4 separate regions of the Mus musculus genome follow, and regions 2, 3 and 4 are each linked to region 1. The links are chromatin contacts, called in public Hi-C, HiChIP or PLAC-seq and promoter capture Hi-C maps. All regions are on one chromosome and are shown on one strand. Each heading gives the region's core, a stretch centred on a gene start, on an enhancer-like site or on the middle of the called end of the contact. The rest is flanking DNA. Distances are from core to core; before and after follow the strand shown. Region 1 holds the start of B020018J22Rik (Riken cDNA B020018J22 gene). Region 2 overlaps Gm36894 (a long non-coding RNA gene). Region 3 has its middle 7.5 kb from the start of Gm36894. Region 4 holds the start of Akt1 (thymoma viral proto-oncogene 1).

Evidence for each region. A called contact is a pair of places that touch in the nucleus more often than the background predicts. HiChIP or PLAC-seq counts read pairs in DNA pulled down with a chosen protein or histone mark. Capture Hi-C pulls out chosen DNA fragments and counts their contacts.
Region 2: a contact with region 1 is called in a Hi-C map of the N1E-115 cell line, with 2.7 times the contacts expected there. The contact joins the enhancer-like site here to the promoter of B020018J22Rik in region 1. A contact is called at or near these places in 10 of 39 promoter capture datasets (the C10 cell line, cranial neural crest, embryonic stem cells and 5 more), 1 of 484 Hi-C or Micro-C datasets (the N1E-115 cell line) and 1 of 115 datasets of contacts at active chromatin or transcription factors (embryonic stem cells).
Region 3: a contact with region 1 is called in an H3K4me3 HiChIP or PLAC-seq map of embryonic basal ganglia, with 4 times the contacts expected there. The contact joins the enhancer-like site here to the promoter of B020018J22Rik in region 1. A contact is called at or near these places in 15 of 39 promoter capture datasets (3T3-L1-derived adipocytes, the C10 cell line, the HPC-7 cell line and 10 more) and 2 of 115 datasets of contacts at active chromatin or transcription factors (VIP interneurons and embryonic basal ganglia).
Region 4: a promoter capture Hi-C map of adipose tissue shows a contact between it and region 1. The contact joins the promoter of Akt1 here to the promoter of B020018J22Rik in region 1. A contact is called at or near these places in 3 of 39 promoter capture datasets (embryonic stem cells, hippocampal neurons and stem cell-derived epiblast-like cells) and 1 of 9 other capture datasets (adipose tissue).

What each region holds. Positions count from the first base shown.
Region 1 is chr12:112,434,005-112,437,847 of GRCm38.p6, reverse strand. It overlaps B020018J22Rik (Riken cDNA B020018J22 gene), which reads left to right and starts at 2,510. Exons shown (of 3, transcript NR_045950.1): 1 at 2,510-3,503.
Region 2 is chr12:112,274,375-112,278,383 of GRCm38.p6, reverse strand. The region is part of intron 2 of Gm36894 (a long non-coding RNA gene); the gene reads right to left. Among named protein-coding and RNA genes, the nearest start is that of Gm36894, 58 kb to the right of the region's middle. Within about 2 kb of position 1,468, at least 28 of the 459 cell types and tissues checked have an H3K27ac peak or open chromatin away from gene starts, as enhancers often do. A contact at or near this core is called in the N1E-115 cell line, where this site is marked.
Region 3 is chr12:112,209,139-112,213,138 of GRCm38.p6, reverse strand. No RefSeq gene overlaps it. Among named protein-coding and RNA genes, the nearest start is that of Gm36894, 7.5 kb to the left of the region's middle. Within about 2 kb of position 2,203, at least 17 of the 459 cell types and tissues checked have an H3K27ac peak or open chromatin away from gene starts, as enhancers often do. A contact at or near this core is called in embryonic basal ganglia, where this site is marked.
Region 4 is chr12:112,672,659-112,676,481 of GRCm38.p6, reverse strand. Akt1 (thymoma viral proto-oncogene 1) reads left to right here and starts at 2,206. Exons shown (of 14, transcript NM_009652.3): 1 at 2,206-2,482. Gm30150 (a long non-coding RNA gene) reads right to left here and starts at 2,006. Exons shown (of 3, transcript XR_381988.3): 1 at 1,785-2,006; 2 at 930-1,463; 3 at 512-791.

The DNA.
Region 1 (3,843 bases), core at 1,261-3,760:
TAAAGTATGGAGAGCCACCTTGGTCTGCTGGAGTTCTGTACCAAGACCACCTTCTCTGAAACCCTCAAGGTCTTAGGTCCTAGAATTCCCTGGAATAATCCAAACTCTAATCCGTTGCCTTCAACAGGGGCTGGTCCTAACCCCTGACTTATGTCCCCTGAGAAATTTCTGCCAGCTGCACAGGGTCTTCCTTCTCCCGAACCTTGGAGTTTTTAGAGAAATCCAACTGTCTTCTGTCTTTCTCTTAGGCCTGTTCGTGTGTGTGTGTGTGTGTGTGTGTGTGTGTGTGTGTGTGTGTGTGTGTGTGTGTGTGTGTTTCTCTTCATGTGTAATGTATGTCACATGTGATGCAAATTCTGCCCTCCAGAGGAAGATCAGGGTACAGGGTAGCCCCTGCTCACCTCCCTTGGCTGCTGGGCCTTTCCCTGCTGGGACTCGGGTACTGTATAGACTGACCCCTGACTGGTGCCTTGGACACATGTCACAAGTCTGCTTTCAATCAGTCGCCTTGTGGGGCCAACTTGTCACAAGCCACATGTTGTCCTTAAAGCACATACTTTTGGCTTTGAAACACAGTAGAGGTTTTGCCAACAGAATCACGTCCTTAAGCCTGCCTGTCCAGCTGGTACTCAGCTAGTTTGTATTGCATATGCATATGCCAGCCTCCAGAATGCCTCCATTTCCAGGGGCATCTTGGTGCCCTTCCATGCCAGGGCCCTGCCTGCTGTCTCTAGCTCCTGCCCTTCTGTTTCTGTTGCTTTCTCCCTTGGCATCCTCAGTTCCCAGAAGGGCCTTGTGGCTCTCTGAGTGCCCCTGAGTGTCCCCTATGGCCAGAGCAAGCCCCCATTCTCAGGGTGTCCCCTAGTCAGAGTTCCCTATGGCCTGAGCATGCCGCTGTCCTCAGGGTGTTCCTTAGAGTCTCCAGCTGTCTTTGTGTCACCAGAAGGTCATTCTTTGCAAGAAGGGTGGAAGGCTGTCCATTCCAACCCTGCAAGGTGGCTGGGACCTGTGCCCTCCCTGGGGCCATTTGCTTACAGGTATGCCTTATGAGCACACCAGAGAAACCTGGAGGAACTCAGGAGGATACTGTGACCTCTAATGGTTGAGCCTGTTTTGATAGAGCACTGGTATAATTTTAAGATAAGTACCTCTAGAAATAACAGTTTCTCCTTTAAAATAGCATATTGTACGTGTGTGCATGTGTGTGTATGTGTGTGTGTGTATGTGTGTTTGTGTGTGTGTGTGTGAGAGTGTGACTAAGTGTGTATGAGTATGTGTGAGTGTACGTGGTATGTGTGTGTGTGTGTGTGTGTGTGTGTGTGTGAGTGTGGCTAAGTGTGTATGAGTATGTGTGAGTGTACGTGGTATGTGTGTGTGTGTGAGAGTGTGGCTAAGTGTGTATGAGTATGTGTGAGTGTACGTGGTGTGTGTGTGTGTGTGTGTGTGAGTGTGGCTAAGTGTGTATGAGTATGTGTGAGTGTACATGGTATGTGTGTGTGTGTGTGTGTGTGTGTGGTGTGTAGAAATGTCAATGTTCTTTTGTCTTGTCCTTGTTTCCCACTTGCCTCTGTGTCTGCATTCCAGCATGAGGCTAGGGAGGTCTGCAGGGATCTCAGTACTTTCAGGCAGGTGTTAACATGTGCACCTACTGTGTGCTGGATGGGGAGACACTCCTGTGGGATATTCTAGTCTGCTTCTCTGTGTATATGTAGATGGTGCCAGGGGCGGGTATGAAGTAGCTCTGGGAGCCCACTAGAGTGAGGCGTGCAAGGATGAGGGTGGATGTGAGCTGGGAGACAGGCGAGGGTCTAGCAGCTTTGTGGGCAGGGCGGAGTGCAGCTGCTCTCCTGGCTGGGCCACTTCTCACCATGTCGCTGAGTCGCAAGGCAAGCACAAGCCTTGATTTTGGCTGGGTGTGAGGCTGGGTGTGCCAGGCACACTTGAGCCCTCCCCACACGAGGCCCCCAGGACATATTGCACATCAAATCCCTGGACCGAGGCCCTTCCCAGATGGCGTGGCTTGCCTGTGGGGAGCGGTGGAGGAATGCTGAGCTTGGCCAGTCCCTTTCTGGCTTCTGGCCCCACACCTCCCCTTTCCTGAGTGGGTTGTGGAGCAGCTTCTGGGACCTGAGACCCTGATAGTACCTGCACTGTTCCCTCCGAAGGGGTGCAGAAGCCAGCACTTTGAGGGGACCCTCTGCCGTCTCGCTACCCCTCCCTCTTTTGTCTATGACTATTGAGAAGAATCTGAGTCTGTGTTCAAGCCCGGAATCAAATCGCGTCTGCAATTTGTCAAATTATGCAGAGGAGACAGCGAAGAGAAAGGGAAGCAGTTTGATTCTATTATGTGGAAATTAGCCTGAAACAGAGGCTGTTCGCCTGTTAGAGCAATTTCTCTCCATTTGTTTCTGGGGAAAATTGCCTATGCGCCAGTCCTCCTCTGCTTCTGGCTGACGGTCCCCAGGCTGGAGGTGCAGTGAGGCAGGGCTGCAGGGTACCAGCCTGTGGGTGGGCGGCTCTCTTAGCCGCTCCAGAACAAGGGTGGGAAGTTTCCCCTGGTATGCTTGGGCATGAGGGGAAGGGGCATGTGTCAAGCCCTCTCTCTGCTCCTTGTCTGCCACTGAGACATTTCTTACATGCCTTTGGATTTCTTACATGCAGTTGGCTCCCTGCGAGAAGGGCCCAGCCACAGTAGGACAGAGTGTATGATGAAAGGCATCAGGCTGGCGTGGGAAGTTATAGGTGAATTGACCTAGGAAGGACAGCTCTGCTGGAGGGGACTTGGCAGCAGGAGGTACTGCCTCTGTCAAATGTCAGAAGATGGAGCTCTGATAATAGACTCCAGGGCTTGCAGGCTAGCTCTGTTTTATGGGGCAACGCTGTCTGGGAAAGCCTGGTGGGTGGGGCTTAATGCAGGCCCCTCCCCTTCACTGAGTCCCCTATGGCTCAAAGCTGCTAAGGTACCACACAGACCCTCTGCCTCCACACTGTGCTATGACCTGTGCTGTGGTTCCTGACTATGGGTGGAAGCCTAGGCTCATCAGGAAACTGCATCTCCCCAGATTAGCCTACTTCAACCCTCTGACTCCAGTCTATACCCAAGAGCCCTGAACAAAGCCAAGCAAGGTACAGATGGTTGAGGTCTGACCCTGGGGTGCTGGGGCAGAGATCCAAGGGCAGACTGCTTGGGTGGTGGGATCTTCATTGCCCAGTCGATTATGGGAAATTCCTATGGAATTAGTAAAGTATACCTCTGGGTTCGTCTGTGAGGACGTTTCTAGAGAGCAGTGGACTAGATACAGGGATCGATTATTGATTGATTGATTGATTGATTGATTGATTGATACAGGGTTTCATTACTGTAGCTTCATTGGTCTGGAACTTGCTACATATGTAGAGCAGGCTGGCCTCAAACTCACAGAGATCTACCTGCCTCTGCCTCCCGAGTGCACCACCATGCCCAGCCCGTGGACCATTTCTTGAGAGTGACATATTATGGCAAGGTAAGAAAATGTACAAAGTGACCCAATTGAAGGATGTTAGAAGAATTGTGTCACTAGGGACTGTGTCTTCTGTGTATGTGTGTGTACATGTGTCTGTCTGTCCACAGTGGTCAGGCATGGAGGTCGGAGGACAACCCCAAGCACTCTCATCGGGTGCCTTCCGCTATTGTGTTTGTGTGGGAGACTCGTTTCCTCACTAACCTGAAACTCATCAAGGCGGGTGAGACGGGTCAGCCAGTGAATGTGGGGTTTTGAGGGAAGTACCTTGACTCTACCCAGTCACAGCAAGTCCTCCCCTCATGACGCATGTGGTAGCGCTCTGTCAAGTGAGCCCCTTAAT
Region 2 (4,009 bases), core at 219-2,718, 160 kb after region 1:
AGCTAGGGGATGCTGATGCCTCCAGGTTCATCCCGCCCTGTACCACAAGTGAGCACTCACCCAGTCTCACAGTCTAAGAGCCACCTCTACTGGGCTAGCACTGGCTCTAGGCCAGAGCTGTCTTAGCTGTCTTGGCCTCCAACTGAACAACCCAAATGGTCCCCCAGCTCAGAGCAGACACAGTGGCAGCCCCCAGGGAGTGCCCGGTGCTCCATACCCAGGATGACTCCCCTCCCCTCCCTCCGTGCTGGTCAGCCTGTAGGTTTGTGCTCTCTAGGACTTAGGGGCTAAGTTACTTTGTTGCCCCAATTCACATGTGAAAGACTTAGCCTGCAGAGGGTTAAGGACTGTAGGTAGACAGAGGCCTCCAGGGTTAGGAAAGACAAGAAGAAGGCAGTGCGGGAATACACGATGCTTCTGGAGACCCAACATCAGCATCTTCCTCCACGCTGTTTTCTGCCGGACAGAGCATCTGGAGTCCGGGAGCTCTGAACCGACTGTGCATTAGATGTCAGAATTATTGAAACTGCCCATTCGTCTGCAATAACGCAATAATGGGAGCCCCTGCTGTGTGCGCGCCAGACACCGGTCCGGACTCTTCAGTTCCTGTGACCTGCTCACTGACCTGGGGAAGGGGTGTGTTGCCATCGCTGACACTCAGAGAAGTGAGGGGATGCGCCTGAGGTCACAGGGCTACCGGAACTAGAGCTTGGGTCACGTGGGTTTAGAGTTTACTTTCCTCCAGTTGGGGCTTGGGGGAGGGGCAGCAGGTCAGGTCGGTTTCAGGAGGCACCGTTGGGTTCACACTGGCTGTATCCATCAGTTCAGCACTCCACAGAGGTCTGGGGTTCAATCTTTCCAGTGAGACAGACTTCCTGGGGTCCTCCCCACACGAGCTTACACATGGCCTGTACCTGTGATGCAATCAAGGACATCAGCTGCTGGACCGTGGCCTCCCCAGAGCAGATGCCCACACTCACAGTAGCCCTCAACAAGCAGCCCATAGGTCTGGGCTCAAGGATCCAGCCGATCCCAGGGGCTCTGGGCTCCAACAATGAGTCTTTGGTTGTGTGGCAGCTTGCTCTGACCACCATCCCCGGAGCAAGCACTGCCCTGTGTCCTGGGCAGCTTTTCAACTCATTCCACCTCCTGGCCTCGCCTTGGGTGCCACCTCCGGCCTGGAGCCAGTAGCATGGGGTGGGGTGGAGGATGACCCTGTCTGCATCTCTCTTGATCTCTGTGTTTCTTTGTAGTACCAAAGGGCCATTCATTAAGGGGAGATGGTAAATATTCGCAATTTAAATGCAGTCCTTGTCAAAACCAGAGCTGTTGGTCCCAGCTGTCCCACCCGCTTTTGGGTGCTGGGTCAGCCACTCAAAGCAAAGGTCAGCACTGCCTCTTGGTTGCTTTTTAATAGGATTCAGTAGCTAGTGGCTTCCGCCAGCGCCCTGGCCAGGGCCTGGGCTTCTCATTAATGCGAATGAAGGAGGAAGATGACATCATTTACATTTAATCGTCTTGTTTATCTGCCTGGCACTGCGGTTGTTTTAACAAAGGGCAGAGGCAGACAAAAGCTACATTTGCGTCCTGGAAGGGGAGCCTGACAGGAGCTCTGCTTGTAGACATTTATTGTTTGCAAATGAGATAATCTAGTAAAGCCTGTAGGAGGCTGCCCTGCCCTCCTCCCTTGAGTCCAGGCCTAACTGGAGCTGTGCAGACCACTATAGCTAGGCAATGCCAATGTCCTCCATGAAATCCTCAGGCCTTCTTCTGGACACCTGCCCAAGGAGGGCCACAGCAGAGTGCAAGCCAGGTGCCTTCTAGCACCCATGACTTCTGAGGTCCCACTGCTAGTGAGCCCCACATCCCTGTGCGGTGGGGAGGAGCGAGACGCCTACCCACCTCACCCAGTGCCAGGGGCACATGGAACTGTGATCCTCTGCCTTCATATTTGGTCTAATGGACCTCCCTGAGGAGTGCACCTATGGGTGTCTGTGACATCCCAGGAGACACTCTGGAACTGTCTGAAAAATGCCAAAAGTCGAACAGGATTGTTTCCAGACCCAGATATGTGTCCAGCACAAAGGATATGCTGAGTCTAGATTTGCCAGCCCAAAAGGTCTCTTCAGAGACTTCCTTCTCAAGGTGGTGTGTGGGGTCGGGGCATAGAGGCTGCTCATTAGAACCTGTGTGTGCCAACAGCTACAGGCTCAGGTCACCCATGCACATCCAGGCATTAAAGGATGAAGAACATGGGGCTTAGACTCCTGCATGGCCTCACACGCCTGCCAGGCAGCCTAGGAGTCCATGCCCTGGCTGTCTACACTCTGACCCTCCACAGTCTATATTCAAAGATCTGCATACCTCACATAGATTCAGACCCTCCCCAAAGCCCTGGAAATTCAGCTTGGCTCAGCCTGGAGTATTAAAGCAGCCATCAGAAGTTTCTTGAAAACTTGGATATCCCAGAGGGAGGTGAACAGGGAGGAGACAAGAGGCCACAGCTCTAGCCATGGTGCCCCTCAGAGCCCCAGTTTCAAGGCTTAAACACAACCTGCTCTCACCCCAGGCCTCTGGGCCCCTAAAGTTTTAGATCTGAAGGAAAGACTTATCTCATTAAGTGTCAAGGCCGAGAGCAGGACAGAGACATAGAGGACACCTCGCCTAGCCCTACAGGGTAGCAGAGGAGGATGCAGTCAGACCCAGCTCTGGTCTCCATAGACCCTCTCATCTGACCTGACCAAGAGCCACACTGAGCCTGGAAACAAGCTCGAGAGCAGGGCAGGGCACCATTTATATCTTCCAGTACCCAGGGACCTCCTTACTCCCCTGGGGTTCCCAAAGCCCGGAATCCCATGGGGACAGGATTCTGAGATTCTGCAAGGTACAGCTACAGCCCCAGGGTTAGTTCTCAGAAACAGCTTAGCTCCCTGTCCAACCCAGCTCACCCACCTAGCAGGTAGGTTCTCTGTCCAGTGGTCACTAAAAGGACAGAGTGTGGCAGGGGTCCTCAGAGTCTAGGAGCTGAGGAAGGAGTACAGAGAAAGCCCTAAGCTAGAGCAGTACCCCTACCCATGTGACTGCCTCCAGCTTCTCTTTGGCCCTCTCCAGCTGGCCACTATGTCCTGCTGAGGCCCCTGCTGGGTAGACCAGATGAACAGTCTGGCCAGCCCCAAAGACACCTGCTCTACCGGTGACCTGCTCCTGCCTTGAAGCACCCTGTGACAGAGCCTTTGTCTCCAGATCCTAGGCTGTGAAGGAAAAAGACAACCTGCACTTTTGGAGAGTGCTAAAGGCAGAAGACATTCCAAGTCCTTCTTGCTCACCCAGGGGTCAGTCCCCGGACTGCCCCCAAACCGTCTAGCCAGGAGCCCTGCCTGTCAGGCAGCAGAGCTGGATGACGCTATGTCTCCGTTGAAAGGGTCCCGTTTCCCTTGGAGAAGGGGCCACATGTTAATTCATGCAAGGCCAGGGATTAGTCATCGGGCAAATGAGATTAAATGCCCTGGAAATGGAATTAGCATGACGTCGAACTGCAGAATATCGTTTTGTTGTTTTTTTTTTTTTTTCTGACCGCAGCCCTGAAAGGGTTTCTCAGCTTTAACCGTTTCCTGTCCTGTCTCAGCTCCAAGAGAGAACCTCCAGGGTGGGAAGAGGGTATAGCCCCTCTATGCCCTGCATTCAGTCGGTGCCACTAAGGCACAATGGAGTGTTCTCTGCAGGAGCGAGGAAAGTAGTCGGCCAAGTTTCCAGGTCCTCGCCCCAGCAACTCCTGTACCACCCACTCAGTCTAGACTTCCCTGCCTTTAGTTCATCCCAATGCTTCTCTTGTGGACCAGCAGGCCCAGAGACCCTGTCTGAAACTTGGGGGTCAAGGGTTCGAATCCATTCATTGTCACCCATTCTCTTTCCATGGCTATGGACAGGTGGACACGGGCCACGAATGACTCCTCTCTCTGAGCTTACCAACTCCTTTCTCCCAGGCCCATCTGGGGATCCAGAGCCCCCT
Region 3 (4,000 bases), core at 954-3,453, 220 kb after region 1:
CCTATCCATTATTACACACACATGCACACACACATATTCATTACTATATACACATAAACACACACATGCAGACATGTACCCATTACTACACACATACATGTACATACACATTACTACACACATATGCACACACACACACACACACACACACCTGCCACCTCCATCCTGTGCCAGGGCCTTCTCTGGATCCTTCTGGCCCCTGGTCTCCCTCTCTAATGGCCTAGAACTCCAGGCTTTAATGACTTGGTTGTAAAACCACAGAAGATTTGGTCAAATCCAGGTGATTTTTAAAAAGGTGATAGGTGGAAGGGAGGAGGGAAGAGAGAGGGAGAGAGGAAGGAGAGAGGGAAAGGAGGAGGGCGAAGGGGGTGAGGGAGGGAAGGGAGCAAGAGTGTTGGCTCGTTCTTGTTGTCAATACAGGCTGATAAGATGGATACGTTTTGCTAGAAATAGGTTTAGGGCCACATCTGGCAACGGCATTTTTACATGTCGTATCCCAAGGCATCATTTGGCGTGTGTGTCTCCTGCTCTTTCTCCTCTTCTTGTAAAGGTACCAGAATAGGATCACAGGGATTCAGCCCTGAAGACCGTATCTAAGTCTCCCACCTCCCAAGGCACCCTGTAAACAAGACAGTTAGATTAAGTTTCTGCTCCCTTAATACCCCGTGATGGGGATTAGATATCAATGTGCGAGGCCTCGGGAGAAGTACTGAAGCCATATTCCAGGGTAGCAGGATAGTGGGTGAACGCTGAGAGGAAGGGAAAACGGATATGAGAAAGAGACTAGCCACCAGTGATGGGGAAACCTTTCCTGCATGACGCTGTCACCGCCCTTACCTTCATAAGAGGGACTCTCAAGGTGCTCTGCATCCTTCATCCCACCTGTCCCTAGATCCTAGGTCCTGGTTCCTATGGCCCCATAGAGTGGGAAATAAGACCTGGGAAAGCATCCACACTCCACCAGCAGGGGGTTATGTTAATAGTGTGCACCCACCGCTAAGCTCCAAGGAAAGCCAGAGGACTCCCCAAAGCAACTGCATGTTTGCAACCGGTTTTGCGATGACAGATGTATGGCTGGCTGAAAGACCAGGTGTGCTCAGGGGATGGGTGTGACTCTTGCACATAGGAACCATAGGCGCAACAGAGTGTGGCAGGAACTGGAGCCAATGCCTCCAAGGAGTGGGGGGAAGATGGGCCCTGAGGACCACACCAGACTTTGACTCTCGCCTCTGACTACAATAGGGTTCTTCCCCGTGGCTGAACCTCCCTGAAGTCCAGGTGACAGAGAAGCCAAAGATGAATCTTCCTGGTAAACAGGATGTCTGTCTGGCCCTGCTTCTCTGGGCCTTTCTGGTTCCTGTAGCTGCTCTCCTTCCTCATTTTAGGACTTTTTCTGACCCCTCTCCCTTACTAGCAGAGTGTGTACCAGGGTCTTCTACAGCTACCCAAACTCCATGAGGCCCTGAAGCTTAGGCATCCCTGGTTTTCCTGTCCAGCCAGCACCTCTGCTGGGAAAAAGCTCATCTTGCCCATCTTTTATCTTGGGTGGACACCACTTGGGGAGTCCCATGCTGAGAGGTGATCTGCCTCATCTTCTGGCTGCCATCTGCTGGCATGTCTTCATTTGGCCTACATGCAGACGCTTACACACATCCCTGGTGTCTTAGGGTTTCTATCTCTGCATAAAACATGACCAAGAAGCAAGTTGGGGAGGAAAGGGTTTATTCAGCTTACACTTCCACATCGCTGTTCATCACCAAAGGAAGTCAGGACAGAAACTTACACAGGGCAGGAACTTGGAGGCAGGAGCTGATACAGAGGCCATGGAGGAATGCTGCTTATTTGAGTGTTTCCCCTGGCTTGCTCAGCCTGCTTTCTTATAGAACCCAGGACTACCAGCCCAGGGATGGCACCACCCACAATGGAGCCTCCCAGCCTTGATCACTAACTGAGAAAATGCCTTACAGCTGGATCTCATGGAGGCATTTCCTCAAGGGAGGCTCCTTTCTCTGTGATAACTCCAGCTTGTGTGAAGTTGACACACAAAACCAGACAGTAAACCTGGCCCTGATAAAAACCCCCCAACAGTCTTAGAGGCACCCAAAAGCACTACAACCCGTCTCCTGGTGAGACCCCAGGAGGTGTGGACAAACCAGTGCCGGGCCGTACTCAATGCAAATCAGGCCCTTAATGGTTGGGCCAGACCACCAGGCTGCTTGGCATTCAGCAGGAGCCCATGAGCAAGGAGCTATGTGGTGGCGGGAACTGTGTGCCTTGGCTAGGAGCCCAGCCGACAGCTTCCCATTCCCCTTCCGCCCCCCCCCCCCCCCCGCTAGCTCAACGAGAGAATGCAGAATCAGACCCCGTAAAACTCCCACCTGCTGTACTGCAGTGTGAGGCCATGTGTGTGGCGCGCTGCTCGGGGCAGCTGTGTGCTAGCTGGATGGGCTTATGTATTGGCCTTGGGAGAACTGGGATGCCTCCCAGTCAGGAGCCTTCAGACGAGGGCCCACCTCTTCCCAGCCCTCCTGCTACCCCCAGCTCCTGAGAAATCCTGTTCATTTAACAGCTAAAGAGAAAGCCGGGGTGCAGGAAGGGAAAGCAGAAGAGACATGTTCAGAGGAGAACCAGTGACGATTGCTTCATGATATACCCGGGGAGAAATTGCTGTTACTTCACATCATACATCCCCTCCTTTGCCCCCTCCTGGGATGTCCAACAGTCCTGGACCCTTCTCCCCCATTTCCCAGGGCAGACCTGCCAAGAAGAGCTTGCCCAACAGGACAAGAGATGATGGTACAAGCTGAGAAACAGACGAAACTGCTCTCAGACACTATCAGACGGGTATCACCATGGCTTAGGTGGCACGGCATGGCCCTGTGACCAGAAAGGGACCCTCTCTCTGCACTGAGCCTGGGTTCCTCTCACCTGCATGCCCTTTCTAGATACCTGTCTAAGCAGAATGAGGGATGAACATGGGAGTGAGCCAGGTGGCCCAGCTTGTCTTCGGAGTCAACACGTGCAGCAGCTGCCCAGTGGGCCACACACATTCCCAAACTCCATCCTGTAAGGCCAGCTCAGCATATCCAGAGGGTGGCCACTGTGTTGAGGGGCAAGGTCAGGTCTTCAGATGTGCCAGTCTGAGTGATGTCTGTGACTTTCCAGACCTTCCCAGCACAGGGACCATAAGCCACTCGAGCCAGGCATCTGGAGTCACTCTAAGCCTGCCACATTCTCCTCTGCACTGTGGCAAGACTGAGACCATCAAAAGCGGGACTCAGATGCAGGCTGGGGTACAAGCAGAGAGCTTAGGGGGCTCATCCAAGCCCCTACCCAGCCCTGCCGCCTCTTTATAAGGGGCTGTAATTGGAGGCCCTGGGGACCCAAAGCACCCACCGGCTGATCCCCCAACAAAGATGTGGCTGACTGTGACCTAATCCATATCCCTGCCCCTCAGGGGTGCCCAGGTGCCTGAGCTGGGCCGGGCCTCACTAACGGACTCTAATTGGAAGGTCTGCATGGGACAGGCCCTCAGAAGCTCTCCCTGGGGTGCTGAGGACTGGAGGGGGTCATCACCCCTCCCCTGGAGCATGGGGTACTCAGGGTCTGGGATCCTGCATGCACCTGAGCCCCACCCTGAAGGCCTTGTCTTTTGTTTCAGATATGTGGGCCATCATTACAATGGGGACAGTGATAGAAAGGTTGGGAGCCAATGGACTGAGCTTTGCCCACCCTGCCCCTCCCCCCAGGAGGTGGCAGTGGGGGTGTGTATTAGTTTCTTGTCTCATGACTGTGACAAAGCAACTTAAAAAGGATTTGGACTCGTGCTTTGAAGGGTTAAAGGCCACCGTGATTTGGAAACCATGGTGGCAGGACCGTGGGACGCCCAGTCATGGCAGACTGTTGGTTTTGTCACCAGGAAGCAGGGAGATGTTCACTGCTCAGCTCCCTGCTGTTTAGAGTTGGGGACAGGTCTTTCTTCCTGGGTTAACCTTTTCTG
Region 4 (3,823 bases), core at 957-3,456, 240 kb before region 1:
GAACGCTGACACCAACCAGCCCCCCTTTTCCCTCTTCCTCCATGTTGGGCAATGCCTCACAGCCTCGCCTCTCACTTACCCTACATAGGTCTTAGGGCAGAGAACCTGTGAGGTACAAAGACAGTGAAACTGCTGCCTGCAGGACCAGCCACACCTGCAGGGTCACTGGACATTCCTCAGACTGGTCCACCATCTGTGCTGAGAACCCTGACACCTGCCACTCCGAGATGCCTCTCTACTGGCATATAGATGACAGAGGCTATCACAGAGCCACAGTCCGGCTGCTACAGGCAGAACCTCTCTAGATTTCGGGTGCCATCTAACTTGGGAGCTGTCTCAAGAGCATATCTCACTATGTAGCTGATGCCCAGACCTCTTAGCTCAGGATAGTGCCTGCATCCTACCAAGCTGCCAGGGATGAGAGGGAGGAAGACCTCTGTGAGAGAGGGGGGAAGACCTCTGTGAGGGGGGAAGAGGGTCAGGAACCACAGGTTGGTTTGTTTGTTTTTGGTTTTTGGTTTTTTTTTTTTTGAAGATTTATTTATTATTATACATAAGTACTGTAGCTGTCTTCAGACGCACCAGAAGGGGGCGTCAGATCTCATTACGGGTGGTTGTGAGCCACCACGTGGTTGCTGGGATTTGAACTCAGGACCTTCGGAAGAGCAGTCATCTTACCCGCTGAGCCATCTCGCCAGCCCCCGGGACCAGTTTTTGTTGGAGAGCATGGCTGCAGAGCAGGCCAGTGGCAAGTCTCAGTAAGGCGGACCTTACTCACCTTGTGGCTCTGTCTAGGAGGCCCAAAGAGGTGTTGCCAAAGTGTGGACCCAGAAGGAGTCGCCTATCCCCCAACCCACTCCGGACTCGGGGGAAGATAGAGACACAAAGAAGGGAGGCGGGACTGGTTACTGCATAGAAACAGGGCTCACCACAGGTAGGAGCTGTCTCCAACAGTGGCTTCCAGGAAGAGCATCCGAGTGAGAAGGGTCACTAGAGAACAGCCAGAAATTGCTGTGTTCCACAAGAGGGCGCCCTGCTGGCTCTAACTGTGTAGCAACGGGATGGGGGAAGTAGGAGAGGAGGAGTTGGGGGCCTGGGGTGAAGGTTTGCTGGGCGAGTGATGGATATTTGTGTGACTCTCAGCCTCTGAAGGCCACTCTCAGGGTCAGGGATACTGCTGGAGCAGAACAGAACTGCTGCTGAGCCTCTGACTTAGCGCCCTGGAGGCTCTCTGAGCTGGGGCAGCTGTGCAGCAGATAGGGCACAGAACAGAGCCCCCCATCCCCATCCCCGTCTGAAGGGTATGGGGCGTGGCTGAGAGGAGAGTGAGTTCTTCTCCGGGAGTGGGGTGTGCTTCCCAGGTCAGCCCCAGGAGCCCGAGAAGGAGCTCCGATTTCCATCCTGGGCGATAGCGTGGACTACTAAATCTACCCTCTTGTTTACACTCCTGGTGAACTCTGACCCTTGTATGAAAAACAAAAAATGCCCCCTGGTTAAAAATACCAAACACATGAAGGTAAATTCACAAAAGGGTTACTATCAAGTCGGGCTTCTGGGACGAGGGAGGGGCCCTGCGCAGGAACTGCTGAGGCTGGCCGAAGGGGGAAGGACTGAGGATGGATAAGAGGCAGGAACCACCTTGACTCTTCAATTCCGGGACACCATAAGGAACCGCCCCCCAAGCCTCACCCATCTGAGTCCACAGCAAGGTCTTGGCTGACTGAGTCCTACCCCTGAATCTGCCCCCTCTGGGTGTCCAGGTGTGCTCCCGTCCTCCCTGTCACCTGGGGAGTCCTTATCAGTTGCTGTGGCAGGCAGTACTGGGTTGGATGAGCCCTCAATAGCCTTCTTTCTTGTGTTGGCTGGCCTTTAGGACACCGGTGACCGGTCTCTCCCGGCTCCCAAGATGGGGACAGTTGGGCCTCTTGAGAGTCAAACTGATTCACTTCCCACGCTGGCCTCCCTCCTTGGGGTCTGGAGAGCTAGGCAGGGAAGGGCCAGGTCCCACAAACCGGGAAACCCAGACCAGAGCTGGAGCTCTGGATCTGCGGCGGGGCTCCGTTACCCGCGTGGCCCTGGCTCGGGGCCACCCGAGGGCGGCGCCTGCGGGGCCGCGCTCGCGCTCACGGGGTGCCTCGCCCTGGCCGCGGGCCGCGCCGGGGGCGCCCGGGGCGGCGGAGGCGGATGTGGGCGGGCGGCGCGGGCGCGGGGCGGGGAGAAGGCGGGCCGGCGGCGGCGGCGGCAGCACCGAGTCGGCGGGCGGCCGGCCCAGCGCGGCAGCGCACGCGAGTCCGGGACCAGCGGAGCGGACCGAGCAGCGTCCTGTGGCCGGCACCGCGGCGGCCCAGATCCGGCCAGCAGCGCGCGCCCGGACGCCGCTGCCTTCAGCCGGCCCCGCCCAGCGCCCGCCCGCGGGATGCGGAGCGGCGGGCGCCCGAGGCCGCGGCCCGGCTAGGCCCAGTCGCCCGCACGCGGCGGCCCGGTGAGTGCCCGCGCCGCGCCCTGTTCCGGGCCGCGGCCACCCCGCTTTGTTCCCGGCCGCGCCGCGCCTCGGAGTAGGAGCAGGAAGTGGCCGAGCGGAGGCCTGGGCGGGGAGCGCGCGGGGCCGGGCTGGTCGCGCAGGAGGCCCACGCCGGCGAGGGTGCGGGCGGCCGCTGCGTGACCTTGGGTGGCCGCTCCACGGGGCCAGGTCGCGGGAGAGGGGCGCTGTTGGTGTGCGCAGTGGGGGCCGGTGCGCCCTGGGGCCTGGGGCTGCCCGGGCACTCGGCCAGCGAGGGTAGGAGAAAGGCTCGCCCCGCGGCCTGCGTGCGGTGGGAGGGCCCTGGGAAGGAGAACTCATTTCCCACGGACAGAAAGTTGTGCGCGGTGGCACAGTGCCCAGGCTAGCCCACAAAGGACTGCTAACCCTCCTGGGCCCGGAAGCTGCTTCCTGGACTAGGTGGTTTCTGGAGGTGCCGGGGGGGGGGGGGGCCTTGAGGACGGCGTGGACTCGGTCTCCCGGATCCGGGATACTGGCTGAGCTGATGGAATTGTCTAAAGAGGACTGGTTTCTAAGTTGGGCGGTGGTGGAACCTTGGGCCTCTGCTGTGTGGCCAAACTCCTCCTTCCCCCAGGCCCCTGGTCTTGCTCCAGGTGGCTAGCCTTGACTGCCTAGAGCCATCACTAAAGTGAAGGGCGAGTCGCCTTGGTGGGGCCCCAGCTGGGCGTGTGGCTCACGGGCCAGTGTCCCAGAGGGGCTGAACTCTTAAGACTTAACAATAGCAACCATATGCCCTTACGGCATGGCATGGTGGGAAGAGTGTCCCATGCTTAAGTCGGCTTGATGTGGACATTGGCGTTAACATGGCTGTGTTTCTTCACTCCGTGTGTATGAATTTATTTTTACACGGCTCTGGACAGCTGACTGTCATCAGCAGACCTTGGGGCTGGGTGGGGGTAGGGGACATCCACCGAGAGAGATCTTGCAGTACAGCCCTCTGCCTCCAGGCCACACCCACTCTGACAGTCACTGAGCTGGGATTTCTTCTTGGCTTATCTTTTTCGTTCTGGCTTTTAGTCGCCACCTGCTTGCTGAGGGAAGGGCTCTTTCCTTCTTGGGCCAGGTGTGGTCTTTCCTACTTTGGCATTTGGCATTTGACACATAGCAGCCGGCCTCCCTTTTGTTCCACATTTAGCTTCATACAAGGCAAAGTGACAGAGACTCTGGGTGCCAGCTTGTGTCTTCTGGGCTAGAGAGATGACATAGGGGGTTGCCAGTCAGCTGTAGTAGACCCTAGTTGGGATCTATTCCACGGCGGCCTTCCAGTCTTTTCCTGGGGATTGT